2 separate regions of the Mus musculus genome follow, and region 2 is linked to region 1. The links are chromatin contacts, called in public HiChIP or PLAC-seq maps. All regions are on one chromosome and are shown on one strand. Each heading gives the region's core, a stretch centred on a gene start, on an enhancer-like site or on the middle of the called end of the contact. The rest is flanking DNA. Distances are from core to core; before and after follow the strand shown.

Region 1 (6,173 bases), core at 2,934-5,433:
TTAGTAAGGGAATATTCTCTCCGAGGTGGACACTCTTGTAACAGACAAGAAGATGAGCTTCCAAATATGAGCTACTGATTGGACGGCAGCCCGCTTGTTCCTGAACCTGACTCCTCCCTCCCTGTTCAGTATAGATGTGGAATATAGAGCAACCGGATGCAGCCAACCTGGATCTGGAAGGAAGGCGGTTCCTAATCAATTATTAGCCATGATGTTGTCACAGCACGGCCCTCTGAACAATGCCAAAACAGCATGGAGAACGGACAGGGAAGGCTCCATAAGGAAAGTGTGTATAATGTAGTGCTGTGTCACAAATGACCCTCAGGGGCTGGAGAGATGGCTCAGACGGTAAGAACACTGACTGCTCTTCCGAAGGTCCTGAGTTCAAATCCCAGCAACCACATGGTGACTCACAACCATCTGTAATGAGATCTGAAGACAGCTACAGTGTACTTAGATATAATAATAAATAAGTCTTAAAACAAAACAAAACACAAATGATCCTCAAGTAAGGGTATAGAGGCACTAGTCCCAGCAAGAGGATCAGCAATCCAAGGTAGTCCCAGGTTCTCCTTTGCTACATAGTGAGTTGCTCGGTTTCATGACAAGCCAGATTTGTTGTTGTTTGTTTACAACACAGGGTTTCTCTGTGTAGCCCTGGCTGTCCTGGAACTCACTCTGTAGACCAGGCTGGCCTCGAACTCAGAGATCTGCCTGCCTCTACTTCCTGAGTGCTGGGATTAAAAGCGTCTGCTGCTGGCTGCCACACTGCTGCTGTGACCACCGCCCTGCTGAAAAGCCAGTTTTAAAAGCAGGAAAAAGTTTTAAAAGCAAGGCAGAGGTGGCACACACCTTTAATTCCAGCATTTGGGAGGCAGAAGCAGGTGGGTCTCAGTGAGTTCGAGGCCAGCCTGTTCTGCAGCGTGAGTTCCAGGACAGCCAGGACTGTCACACAAAGAAACCTTGTCTTGAAAAGCAAACAAAAAACCAAAAACAAACAAACCTAAAACTAAACCTTAGCTTAAAAAAAGGAAGGCCTTCAAGGGCCAGAACCCACAGCAGAACTGAAACCTACCTTGACCTCTTCGGGCTGCCTTAACAGAACTACGTCAGACTGGACGGCTCGTGACCAGCTTTTATTTTTCAGAGACCCAGAGGCAGGAAGTCTGAGACAGTAAAGCGAACAGGTCTAGTGTGAAGTAAGGGTCCACTTTCTGACTCATAAGTGGTGCTTTTTCCCATGATGAGAAGGGGTAGAGGAATAGAGGCTCTCGGACTTTTTTAAAAATATTTTTTAACGTTTATTTTATGTGTGTGTGTTGCTTTTGTTTGTTTTGCCCACGAGTCTGTTTGTGCACCAGAATCATGCCTTGGTGTCCACAGAGGCCAGAAGAGGGTATCAGATATCTTAGAGCTAGAATTATAAGCTGTTGTGAGGTACCGTGTAGGTACTGGGAATCAAACTTGAATCCTCTGCAAGAACAATTGAGCATCCCCCAAAACAGCCAGTGCTATAACCATTGAGCATCCCCCAGCTCCTATTATTAGGATTTTTTTTAAGACAGGGTCTCTCTATATATATCTATCCCTGGCTGTCCTGGAACTCACTGTGTAGACAGGCCTCCCCTCAACCTCACTGATATTATAAGCATCTTAATGGCATAGATCTGTTACTTCCTTGAGGACTCTCAGGCTTCCCAGAGTTGACTTATTCCTTGTGGGGTTTTAGGCCCACCCTCCAAGAGCTCCCATTCTGGGCTCCTTCTTTTGCATTCAGTCACTCAGCGTGGAGTGTGTTCTGTCCTTCTTCCTCCACAGCCAAGAGAAGAAGGGTCCCGAGAGACAGGGGAGGAGGTGGGAGTGGGGAAATGACTTCAGAGGTCTGGAAGCTTTTATGAGCGTGGCTCTCTCCCCAGTCAGATGAGGAACCCATCAGAATCTCTCTGGAGGCTGCTGTGAAGGTGTTCTGGAGTGGCTGGTGAGCTTGATGAGGTGACAGAGTCGGGTGCTGTCAGCTGGCTGGCTCTCAGAGGGGGTCTGGTCCCTGCTGCTGGCCCGGGATGAGGTCAGGTGTGGCTCATCGCCTCGGAACATTGCTGATCAATAAACGTCACATGCCTGTGAGCCTTAGTCTGCATCCTTGCAGCCACAAGCAACCCTTTGGGCTGTTCCTCTCATGTGGACACCTGGAGGCATGCTTATCGAAGTCCCTGCACATAGCCTGTCTTAAAAGAGTCACCACGGGGCCTGGAGAGATGGCTCAGTGGTTAGAGTGCTGGCTGCTCTCGCAGGGGACTCAGGTTCAGTCCCCATCACATGGTGGCTCACAACTGTCTGCAAGTCTAATCGCAGAGGATCTCATGTCCTCTTCTGACCTCTGGGGGCACCAGGCTAGCATGAAAGAACTCCTACACATGCAGGCAAACACACGGCAAAATAAAACCAAATCTAAAAAAAAAAAAAAAAAAAGAGAGTTACCTTGGTCTCAGAGTGGGTGGGTTGAAATCCATTGGCCTGTGATTAGACAGGATCCTGATTTCATGGGATTAAAGATATGCGCTACTACCCGTGGTTTTAAAAATATTTTTAAGTACATGTATGTGCGTGCTTCTGTATGTCTCTGTGTGTGTATGCGCATACATAAGTGCAGGTGACATGAAGATCAGAGGCATCAGGTCCCCGCTGAGCTGGTTGTTACAGGCAATTGTGAACCACCTGATGCGGCTGCTGGGAACCAAACTCTTGGGTCCTCAGAAAGATTGATACATGCTCTCAACTGGCTGAGTGAAGGATCGCACCAGCCGCTCCTTTAGATTCTTGAAATTTTCCATTTACTTGGGGCTGAGGGAGAGCTCAGTAGTTAAGAGCAGCAGCTGTTTTTGTTTTGTTTTGTTTTGTTTTGTTTTGTTTTGTTTTGTTTTGGTTTTGGTTTTTCGAGGCAGGGTTTCTCTGTGTAGCTCTGGCTGTCCTGGAACTCACTCTGTAGACCAGGCTGGCCTCGAACTCAGAAATCCACCTGCCTCTGCCTCCCAAGTGCTGGGATTAAAGGCGTGCGTCACCATGCCCACCACCACGCCACCACGCCCACCACCACGCCACCATGCCCAGCTGTTCTTGCAGAAAACCTTTGGTTTCACATCAGGCTGTGGCTTGCTGTGGCTTCTAACCAGTTCCAGGGGATCGGATACCTTTGTTTACCTCTCTAGGCACCTGGCATGTGTGCGGTACACGTACCTACATGCAGGCTCACGTTTACAAGCACCAGTGCCTGCGGGAACCAGTGGTTGCGGACCTTGAGCTAGATTTGCAGGCAGCTGTGAGCTGCCTGATATGGGTGCTGGGAGTCGAACTCGGGTCCTCTGCAAGAGCAGTATGCTCAGTTAGCCACTGAGCCATCTCTTCAGCCCCTCAGGCCTTTAAGGTTAGGCACAGAAGGGAGCAAGTGGCTGTAGAAAGAGATGGACATAGAGGTTGTCTTCAGAGAACACTTGGAAAACCTAGACCATCAGAGAAAGCACATACAGGCTTTTGGTCAGTATCAGAAAAAGACAAAAAGATGAAAATGGAAAAGTTGTGGGCTTTTTAAAAAAGTACTTATTTATTTACTTATTTACTTATTTTATGTAGATGAGTACACTGTAGCTTTACAGATGGTTGTGAGCCATTATGTGGTTTGCTGGGAACTGAACTCAGGACCTCTGCTCACTCAGGCTCCGCTCACTCTGACCCAAAGATTTATTTATTTTTATATGTAAGCATACTGTAGCTGTCTTCAGACACTCCAGAAGAGGGCATCAGCTCTCGTTATGGATGGTTGTGAGCCACCATGTGGTTGTTGGGATTCAAACTCAAGACCTCCGGAAGACCAGTCAGTGTTCTTAACCACTGAGCCATCTCACCAGCCCCCTATTTTTATATTTTTAAAGGTAGCAGCCTGCCTAGCTCTGGGATTATGAGACTATATCACTATGCCCAGTGTTACTTTTCTACCTAGAAAATGGAGTGTTACGAGATAGAAACGAAGCCTCAGGGCCAACTTCCTCTTCATACTCAAGTTCTGCTTTCTGATCTTAGCAGCTTCGTTTTCTTTGTCAAAACCGGGGGTCTGGGAGGGAGTGACTGAAGATGTACTCTGTGCCATTCCTCTGTCGGTGGTGAGCTTCCGGTTTCCATGGGGCTAGAGCCAGGGCGGCAACGTCTTAGCTGCTTTGTCCCTCCTTTTTTATGATTGGCAGCTTGAGACAGGGTGGCAGCTTGAGACAGGGTGTGATGTAACCGAAGGCTGGCCTGGAATTCATTATGTAGCTGGAAGTGACCTTGAACTTCTTATCCTCCTCCCTCCACCCCCTGAGCGCCAGGGTTTTGAGTGTGTAGCGCCATGCCTAGTTTATGAAGTGTTATGGATGGAACCGGGGCTTTGTGTATGCTGGGCAAACACCCTTCTAACTTAGCTGCATCCCCAGACCTTTGGTCCTCTTTCTTACTGATTCTCACAGGAGGAGAAGTTCCTACCGTAATTGATGGGCTGGAGAGAAGGGACTGAGATGCTAAACTTGCCCCTGCTTGGATGCGGTTTGTTCCTGCCAAACGGAAGTGTCTGGGTCATGGGGGCTTGCCGCCATCATGAAAGGATTCTCGTACTTCCCCCAGGAGCGAGTTATCATGAGAACAGGCTAGCTGACTTCTTTGCCCTCTCCTCTTTTCTATGCTGTACCATGGATTGAGCCACCTTATGGCTCTTACCAGAAGCAGAGGAGAAGCGGGAACTGAGCGCTTCGGCTTTTAGAAGTAGGGGCCCAAATAACCCTTTTTCCTTCATACTTTACATGACCTTGGTAGTTTGGTACAGCCACAGAATGCAGACCCCGAGTTTCCTTTCTTTTGTTCTCTTGGACAGCGCGTCTAATGCCTTCAGTCTGTCAGCAGGCTTGGCTTGTGAGGCCTGGGTCAGCCCCTGCCCAGCATGGTTTTGGTTTGAATGGCTAAACCTGGCTAACTGTGGGCTGGGTAATTAGACAGACACCCATAACCCACTTCTTTGTAATCAGCCTTACTGTCCTTTCCTTGGATTGTGTTTTCATTTCCATTTCCTAGATTCCTCTGTCTGCTTTTCCTTTGTCAATCAATTCAACCAGGAAGAAGGGGTGTGTTACTGGGCTCCTCCCACACTCCAGTACCTCCGTAGGGAAGTCCTGGATTACAACCTCCAAATTATAACCAAATTAGTTATAATCAAGTTAGGAGGCCCAGACTTGTCAGCAATAGATATAACACACAATTAATTTTCATCTAATAACAAGCAACACGGTTCAGATTCCTGACTTGCAATGAAGGGATGGAAATCCCTTAAAAACCCGTGTTCTCAAAATCTGTGGCTAAAATATTTACACAGGGCCCCGGTGATCCTGTAAGTGGTGTTTTAGGGCACACAGCCTGTCCAGACCAAACAGCATTCCTGATTTTTGGAAACCCATCAAGGAATCCATGTTTACTTAGACAACTTGGGTCCCAAGGGGCTTCGAGTAGGCTGGATTCAATCCAAGGAGAAGCCATGGCTCTGAAACCTTCCTTCTCCCAGAACCATTGGAACACAGACTTGTTGGCTCTCAGGGGCCCTCAGGAGGGCATCCAATGGTCTGATCAACTGTCTAGTTCCCAGGCTGGACTGTGAAGACCACAGACTGTTTGAGAACCAAGCCCCCTTGGTGATCCACACGGTGATCAGTGTCGGGCATGAAAGTCTCCTTCGCTGAACCCCCAAAGATAACGCAGGCATCCCGGTAAAGGCTTGGACTTGAATTAAACTGGAGCGTCTCAAAAGAGGTGGGCAGCTGTGAGAAACAGCTGTAGAGACGCGGAGAAGGCCAAGTCTGAGTGTCTAGAAAATTCAACTGACTTCTACCCAAAGCAAGGAAACAGCTCCATTCTTTTTTTGTTTTTTATTAGATATTTTCTTTATTTACATTCCAAACGTTATCCCCTTTCCTGGTTTCCCCTCCGAAAATCCCGTGTCCCCTCCCCCCTCCCCCTGCTCTCCAACCCACCCACTCCTGCTTCTTGGCCCTGGCATTCCCCTACTCTGGGGCATAGAGCCTTAACAGGACCAAGGGCCTCTCCTCCCACTGATGACCGGCTAGGCCATCCTCTGCTACATATGCAGCTAACAGCTCCAA
Region 2 (6,439 bases), core at 2,994-5,493, 52 kb after region 1:
TGAGCAGGTGGAAAGGCCTTGGTGTTGTGCTGTAGCTGTGCCCACAGGCAGCAGTAGTGTATTGGATACACGTCCCTGCTAAGAGGGAGATGCTTTAGGCTTTCCGACCACAATAAAACAAATGCAGAGCTGGGGGGGGGGGGTTAGAGCATGATTAGAATCCCAGCGCTCTGGAGACTGAGGACATGAGGCACACAAGTTCCAGGGTAGCCTGGGCTACATAGCCCAGCCTTGTCTAACTTGGGCAGATCCATTGCCTAGTTCAGTGAGGCCTTGGGCTCACAACTGCTTCTAACTCCAGTTCCAGGGAATCTACTGCCTTCTTATGACCTCCAGTACCAGGCAAAACACTCATATACATACACGTAAATAAATCTCTTAAAAAAGAAGGAAAAATATTAAAAAGAGAGGGAAGTGTGTACGCTCGTGCATGCGTGTGCATGCGTGTGTTGCACTGGCTTGTTCCGGCATGGTTGGAGAGAGTTGTGACTCTGTGGGGTGAGTGGGTGAGAAATTGCACCCTTTCCTCCTGTCCTGCCTGTCTTCCCCTGCAGCTCGCATGCACGAGCAGCCGGCTCATGATGGAGCTTGGTCCTGGGTGTTGGGCAAGCCTCATTTGAATCTCATGGGTTCAGGCTTTGACAGGCCTTGTGACTCCAAGCAGGTCCCCAACCTCTGTCCCTTTGACACACTGTATTTTCAGTATCTCCTGGGCTGGACCCAGAGGTGGTATCTGTTGTAAAGACTCATATTTGGGACTCCCTGGAAAGGATGCCATGGTGAACGGTGTCCCAGGAGCCACACCAGTGTGCCCATCTGCCCCTAATCCTCCTGGGCCACTGAGGTTCAGCCGTGGCTTCCCACTGTGTGCTCAAGGGGAGGAACTGAGTTAAGTAATATGGGAGTCTTAGCAGACCTGCCCTGGCCTCATGACCAACTGGCCTGAATGCCAGTGGCAGAGCTGCATGCTTGTTAAGGACTCAAAAGATGAATGTCATGGTCACGCCCTGCTGTTACAGTTGTAGAGAAGTTACAGACTTAGCAGTGTACCACAAAGATTAACCCTGCCTCAAGCCACAGCCTGGGCAAGGCATGTATTGTAAGGTGTTTCTCTCTCTCTCTCTCTCTGTTTGTGTGTGTATACTGCTTTTACTAAAGAACAGTTGCAGATAGTAGGGCAGGGTAGTTAATGTAATTCTGGGTTGAGTGTCCATCCCAGCCCCCCAAGTCCTAACTGTATATAGTTTGGCAAGTTTTTAGGATCACAGCCACCTCACCTTTGAATTTTTTGGGGGGTGTTTTGAGACAGGGTTTCTCTGTATAGCCCTGGCTGTCCAGGAACTCACTCTGTAGACCAGGCTGACCTCGAACTCAGAAATCCGCCTGCCTCTGCCTCCCAAGTGCTGGGATTAAAGGTGTGTGCCACCACGCCCGGCTCCACCTCACCTTTGAGATGGAAGTGCTGCTACAAGATCTTTTATAACTTAGACAGGTTGAATGAGCTCACCCATGCAGTGCCCAGCTGAAAATGCCATCTGCAACTCTTCCTATGGGATGACATAGTCATGGACGTATAGTGTGCCTTTTACAAAAGTATGTGTATGCATAACTGACATGTGGAGGTCAGAGGACAGTGGATAGAAGTTGACTCTTCTACCTTGTAGGTCCTGGGGCTCCAATCATGTCAGTCAGGCTTAGCAGCATGAGGCCTCCCCACTGAGCCATCCTCACAGCAGCTCAGCTATGCTTTCTTTAGGACTCCAGTTTTTCTCTTTTGTACTATGCGGCTGTTGGACATTTGGAAAAGACTAGCTTCTCCATGAGCATGCTGGCATACAACACAGAGGCAATTTTTGATTGAGACAGGCATGAAGGGCAGTGTCACTGTTTCTTAGCCCCAGTCCTAGTGCCTTCTTTGCTGGCTGTCATCAGAATGTCCAAGAGGTCCCACTTTGTTCTTGTAGCCCTCAGGCTTCCAACTGTGGAGTGTGACCTTTTAGCCCTGCTCAGTGACACACAAGTATGGTTTGTGCATGTCAGACTCCAAGAGACTCTGAGGTCAGGCGTTTCTGTGGCCACAGAGCCGCCCGGGGTTTCATCTGCAAATGAAAAGCACCTGGCCAGCTGCTTGGGTCATATGGGAGCCAGATGGAAGCTGGCAGTCAGGCAGGCAGCATGGGGCAATGGCCAGTGGTCTCTTTCTACGTCCCATGGCCTCTGCTGCCTTTAACCCTTGTTTCCTGGAATGCCAGGGTAGTCCAGGACTAGGTAGCCAGCAACCAGTCCAGAAATGTCAACCAGAGCCAGAGCATGGTGATAAGCACCCCAGGTCTTGTGGGAGATGGGAACAGGTGACCAAATGGCCACCAGGGTCAGAACGTCCATGACCAAAGCAAAAGAACTGGGAGGAAGACGAAATAGCAAAGTTGGTGGAAATCATTGAGTACCCATTGCTGCAAAGCCTCCCTAGGAAACATGGTGGTCAGGTGACAGCTTGTTGGCACATTGGGAAGTCACCAGGCAGGGTCATGTGCAGAGTAGTGGGGACACTGGGCATTAGCATGGACAAGGGAAGGTGGGACACTGCAGCATCCTTTGGTCCACACAGTCACGAGAACCAGGTTTGACTCATGATTCAAAAGGGAGACAGGGTGGGGATTTTTCTCTGAGCTTTGTGGATTAAAGAAGATGAGGGAGGCACGATGATAATTTCTGTCTCCAAAACTCTTGGGAAGTAGAGTACGGGAGCTTCTGGTTCTTAGCCCTGCCTTCTGCTACACTGGAGATTCCTTGGAACACAGGGTGGAGGTCAGAGTGAGAGAGAGAGCAGGTGATTAGATCTGGTTGGTTGGTTGGTTTTTTGGGTCAGAGCTGGGCATTGAACCCAGACTCTAAAGCACCCTGCTGAACTACGGATGCCATTGATGTGACAAAGCATTGTGTTGGCTGCTGGGACAGTTTTGAGTGAGATTTGTTGATAGGCAGACAGAGACCTGGCCCTGGGCTTGGTGGGCATGTGCTTGTCAACTGAGGTGACATGGCTGTGGCACTTGGTCCACACAACACTTGGAAGAAGATGCATGGAAAGTCCTGTGGTCCCTGCTTCCCCAGGCCAACTCAAAGACAAGGTCTAAGCTTGTCTGGCATTCTGGCCACATTTTAAATGCATTCCTTCACATTGAAGTTTGCAAAGGTTGTCAGTGCTCACAGTAAAGCTTTCTCATGAGAGCTGGGATTGGGACTACTGTAGTCATCAGCGTAGGGGTTGTCATATTTGGGACAGTGAGTTTGTACTTTTATTGGAACACGTATTCAGTGTTAGATTTTTATGTCTGGACTCTGGAGAAAGAGCTCAGCAGTTAAGAGCACTAGCTATTATTCCAGAGGACCCAGGTTTGGTTCCCAGCTCCCTCTTCTGGTGTCCTTGGGCACTGCAGATAGATGGTACACAGACATACATGCAGGAAAAATATTTATAACACATTTTTCAAAATGTATCTGGGCTGGAGAGATGGCTTAGTGGTTAAGAGCACTAACAGCTCTTCCAGAGGTCCTGAGTTCGATTCCCAGGAACCACATGGTGGCTCACAACCATCTGTAATGGGATCTGACGCCCTCTTCTGGTGTGTCTGAGCTAGATGTATGGCGCTTAGGAGGCAGAAGCAGGCAGATCTCTGAGTTTGAGGCCAACCTGGTTCTACAAAATGAGTTCCAGGCCAGCCAGGGCTACACAGAGAGACCCTGTCTCAGACAAACAAACAGAAGAATGTGCCTGGAGGAGATAAAGCCCCTCAGGCTGACAAGACGCAGTTGGTGGATGGGCTGTGGTCCTCAAGAGTCTGAGAAGTCCTGTAAAATGCTTGGGGTTCAAAATGTGTTACAAGGAGGAAAAAAATACCATCTTCCCTGCCAAGAAAAGGAGCTTTCAGTCAGTCAGGGTTAGCGCTTTAAAAGTGCACTTCTCTCTTCACCCATGCCATACGCATTTGAGGGTTGACACTGCAGAAGGCCTAGCCGCTGCTTGTGTTGGAAAACTGGTCTCCGTGTCCACACAGCAGGGGCAGCTAACCTCTGTCCAGCGCCACCTTTGAGTAGAGCATAGAAGGAAAAAAACATTCTAATAGCATTTGATGCTTAATTGCCAGGTACTTCCTGAGAGATTTGTGCAGATATCCAGCCTGTCTAGCCTCTACTCACCAAGCCCTCTGTGTAATGTGTTAGCATCCACATCATAATGCTCCCCTTGCGTCCCCTGAACACACTGTAATCTCCCATTTCCTCCACTTCCTTTGAGCACTTCCACAGCATCCACAGCACATCTTTTGACCACCGCGGTGGCTTTACAGTTCCTGTTGAGGGAGAGCCAAGTGCTTGCAGTTCTTCAGTGCACAGTGTGTCCTGCCTGAGCTTGCATAGCACTTAGGCCCCTGAACCACCACTGCCTTCATCTCCACTCATCTCTGCAGTGAAGCTGGCAGCCCCTGTAAAGCCAACCTTCTCTCAGGCCGTGTGCCTGTTGGAGCTGACCTGGGGATCTGGTGAGCCGCCTGCCGGCGGACCACGTTTTCCTGCCCCGTTCTTGTGGCAACAGACTAAGCCATGGCTGCCTTCCTCAAAGCCACCACCATTTCTGCCTCTATCCTGGGGCTTCTGGTCTTGTTTTCTTTCTTTCTCTCATTCTTCCTTTCAAATAAAAATTCCCAGCATCCATTGTATAATGCAGTTCTGTAAATTTTTAGTAATTGTACAATTGTATAGCCATAACCACAGTCTAATCTTAGAATGCTTCCCTCGCCATCTCTGTTCCCGCCTTGCCCCAGGAAGCCACTGTCTGGTCATTTCATACATGTGGACTACACAGATTCTTTTTAAAAAGGTGGTAGCATTTGTGGAGCTGAGAGTTGAACCTAGGACCGCGTGCGTGCCCAGCAAGTGCTCTACCAACCACTGAATCATACTCTGTTTATCAGAAAGCCTTTGGGATGTGTGGATAAAGGGATCTTGGGGGTGGGAGGGTGCTTTTTTTTTTTTTTCCTTCCTTTTCTTTTCCTTTCCTTTCCTTTTCCTTTCCTTTCCTTTTTTTTTTTCCTTTCTTTTTTGCAATGCATGACATTTTATAGACCACACCGTCCATCTATCCACACAGACAATTAGGGGGCAAGCTTGTGTTTATGGAAAATACAAAAAATAAAAAAGGAAATTGCCAGGCTTTTGGTGATACATACCCGTACTTCGAGCACTGGGAAACTGGAGTAGGAGGATCATTTTCAGGGCCAGCCTGGGCTACCCAGAGAACCATGTTGAGGCAGGGAAGAAGGATAAGTCACTCAGAATTGCCCTTATGGATAAAACCTCTTTCATAGTTTGGGATTTTTTTGCAACAGCATCATCTATCATCTAACGTCTCCTGGAAACTTGCTGTTAAATTGCAAGTTGCAGTGTGTGATATTATTGTACCATAATATACAATCAAGGTTGCCTTTACTTTGGGCTGTTACAAATGTTGCTGAAGTGAATATGTTTTATGTCAGAGCCTCTTATAGGTCTGTTTGAATTCCTGAGTCACAGGGTTTGTGTCCACCCCCTTAAATTGTTTTTTCTTCCCAATTTGAAACTTAGTTGCAAAGCTACTCTGTAGCTATCTCGCCTGAATTTCATCTAGTCGGTAAAATGGTTTGCATCCTGATTGGCTCCAGGTCCCAGGAGGCAGATCTGTTAGGCGGGTCTCAGGTACTAGGAGGAAAGAGCACAGAGCTCGCTGTGCCACCACAGCTGGGGAGCCTGGCATAGGGGCTAGTGCACTGTCACGAAACCTTGCAGTCTGGACAGCAGTATGGCTGTCAGCAGTTGGTTTCCCTAATTTAGAAGTACCATCCAGTGCCATGGCCAAAGTGTTTAGTTTTGGCTTCCTCTGTTTTTGTTTGTTTCCAAGGCACCGAGAGCTGGTGAAATGGTCCCTGCAGTTTTATAGTCTTGGTGATGGCAGCCATTTGACATGCTACCTTGCCATCCGCAGTCGTACTTGCTCAGTGAGTGAAGTGAGGTGTGTGTCTGTGTCCGCTTCATACCCTCCCCCTGTCAACAGGCTGTTGTTCTCTGTCTACCATTGAGACTCCTCTTTTGCCCCAGCCTGGGCTGGTGCAAAGCTGCGTCTCAAGTCAGTGCAGTGCTCCTATGTGCCCCCCCCCCCATGTGCCCTCACTTGGAAGCAGGGTCTCTGAGCAAATGAACTCCTGGTGTGGTCAGTGCCAGGGTGCCATGAGTCCCTTCCCTGCATGCTTTGGTTGAGATACAAGCAGGGCAGGCAGGACACACAGGAGTCATAGCTGTGACCCACTTGTTGCTTTCAGCTCGGCTTGTCTCTACCGCTGTTCTCTGATTTCATTGTCTTTGAAAGTGTTGTGGATTTTTGTTTGTTTTGTTTTGAGGCAGGAACTCA

The links. HiChIP or PLAC-seq counts read pairs in DNA pulled down with a chosen protein or histone mark.
Region 2: a contact with region 1 is called in an H3K27ac HiChIP or PLAC-seq map of the HPC-7 cell line, with 5 times the contacts expected there. The contact joins two enhancer-like sites. A contact is called at or near these places in 8 of 39 promoter capture datasets (the HPC-7 cell line, HPC-7-derived erythroid cells, cranial neural crest and 5 more), 2 of 15 datasets of contacts at CTCF or cohesin (CD8 T cells and the G1E-ER4 cell line), 35 of 484 Hi-C or Micro-C datasets (B cells, CD4 T cells, CD8 T cells and 19 more), 5 of 115 datasets of contacts at active chromatin or transcription factors (the HPC-7 cell line, bone marrow-derived macrophages, embryonic stem cells and 2 more) and 3 of 9 other capture datasets (adipose tissue, liver and pancreatic islet).

Annotation. Positions count from the first base shown.
Region 1 is chr4:139,165,333-139,171,505 of GRCm38.p6, forward strand. No RefSeq gene overlaps it. Among named protein-coding and RNA genes, the nearest start is that of Gm33304, 3.1 kb to the left of the region's middle. Within about 2 kb of position 4,184, at least 120 of the 459 cell types and tissues checked have an H3K27ac peak or open chromatin away from gene starts, as enhancers often do. A contact at or near this core is called in the HPC-7 cell line, where this site is marked.
Region 2 is chr4:139,217,763-139,224,201 of GRCm38.p6, forward strand. All of the region lies in intron 1 of Capzb (capping protein (actin filament) muscle Z-line, beta), which reads left to right. Among named protein-coding and RNA genes, the nearest start is that of Capzb, 28 kb to the left of the region's middle. Within about 2 kb of position 4,244, at least 11 of the 459 cell types and tissues checked have an H3K27ac peak or open chromatin away from gene starts, as enhancers often do. A contact at or near this core is called in the HPC-7 cell line, where this site is marked.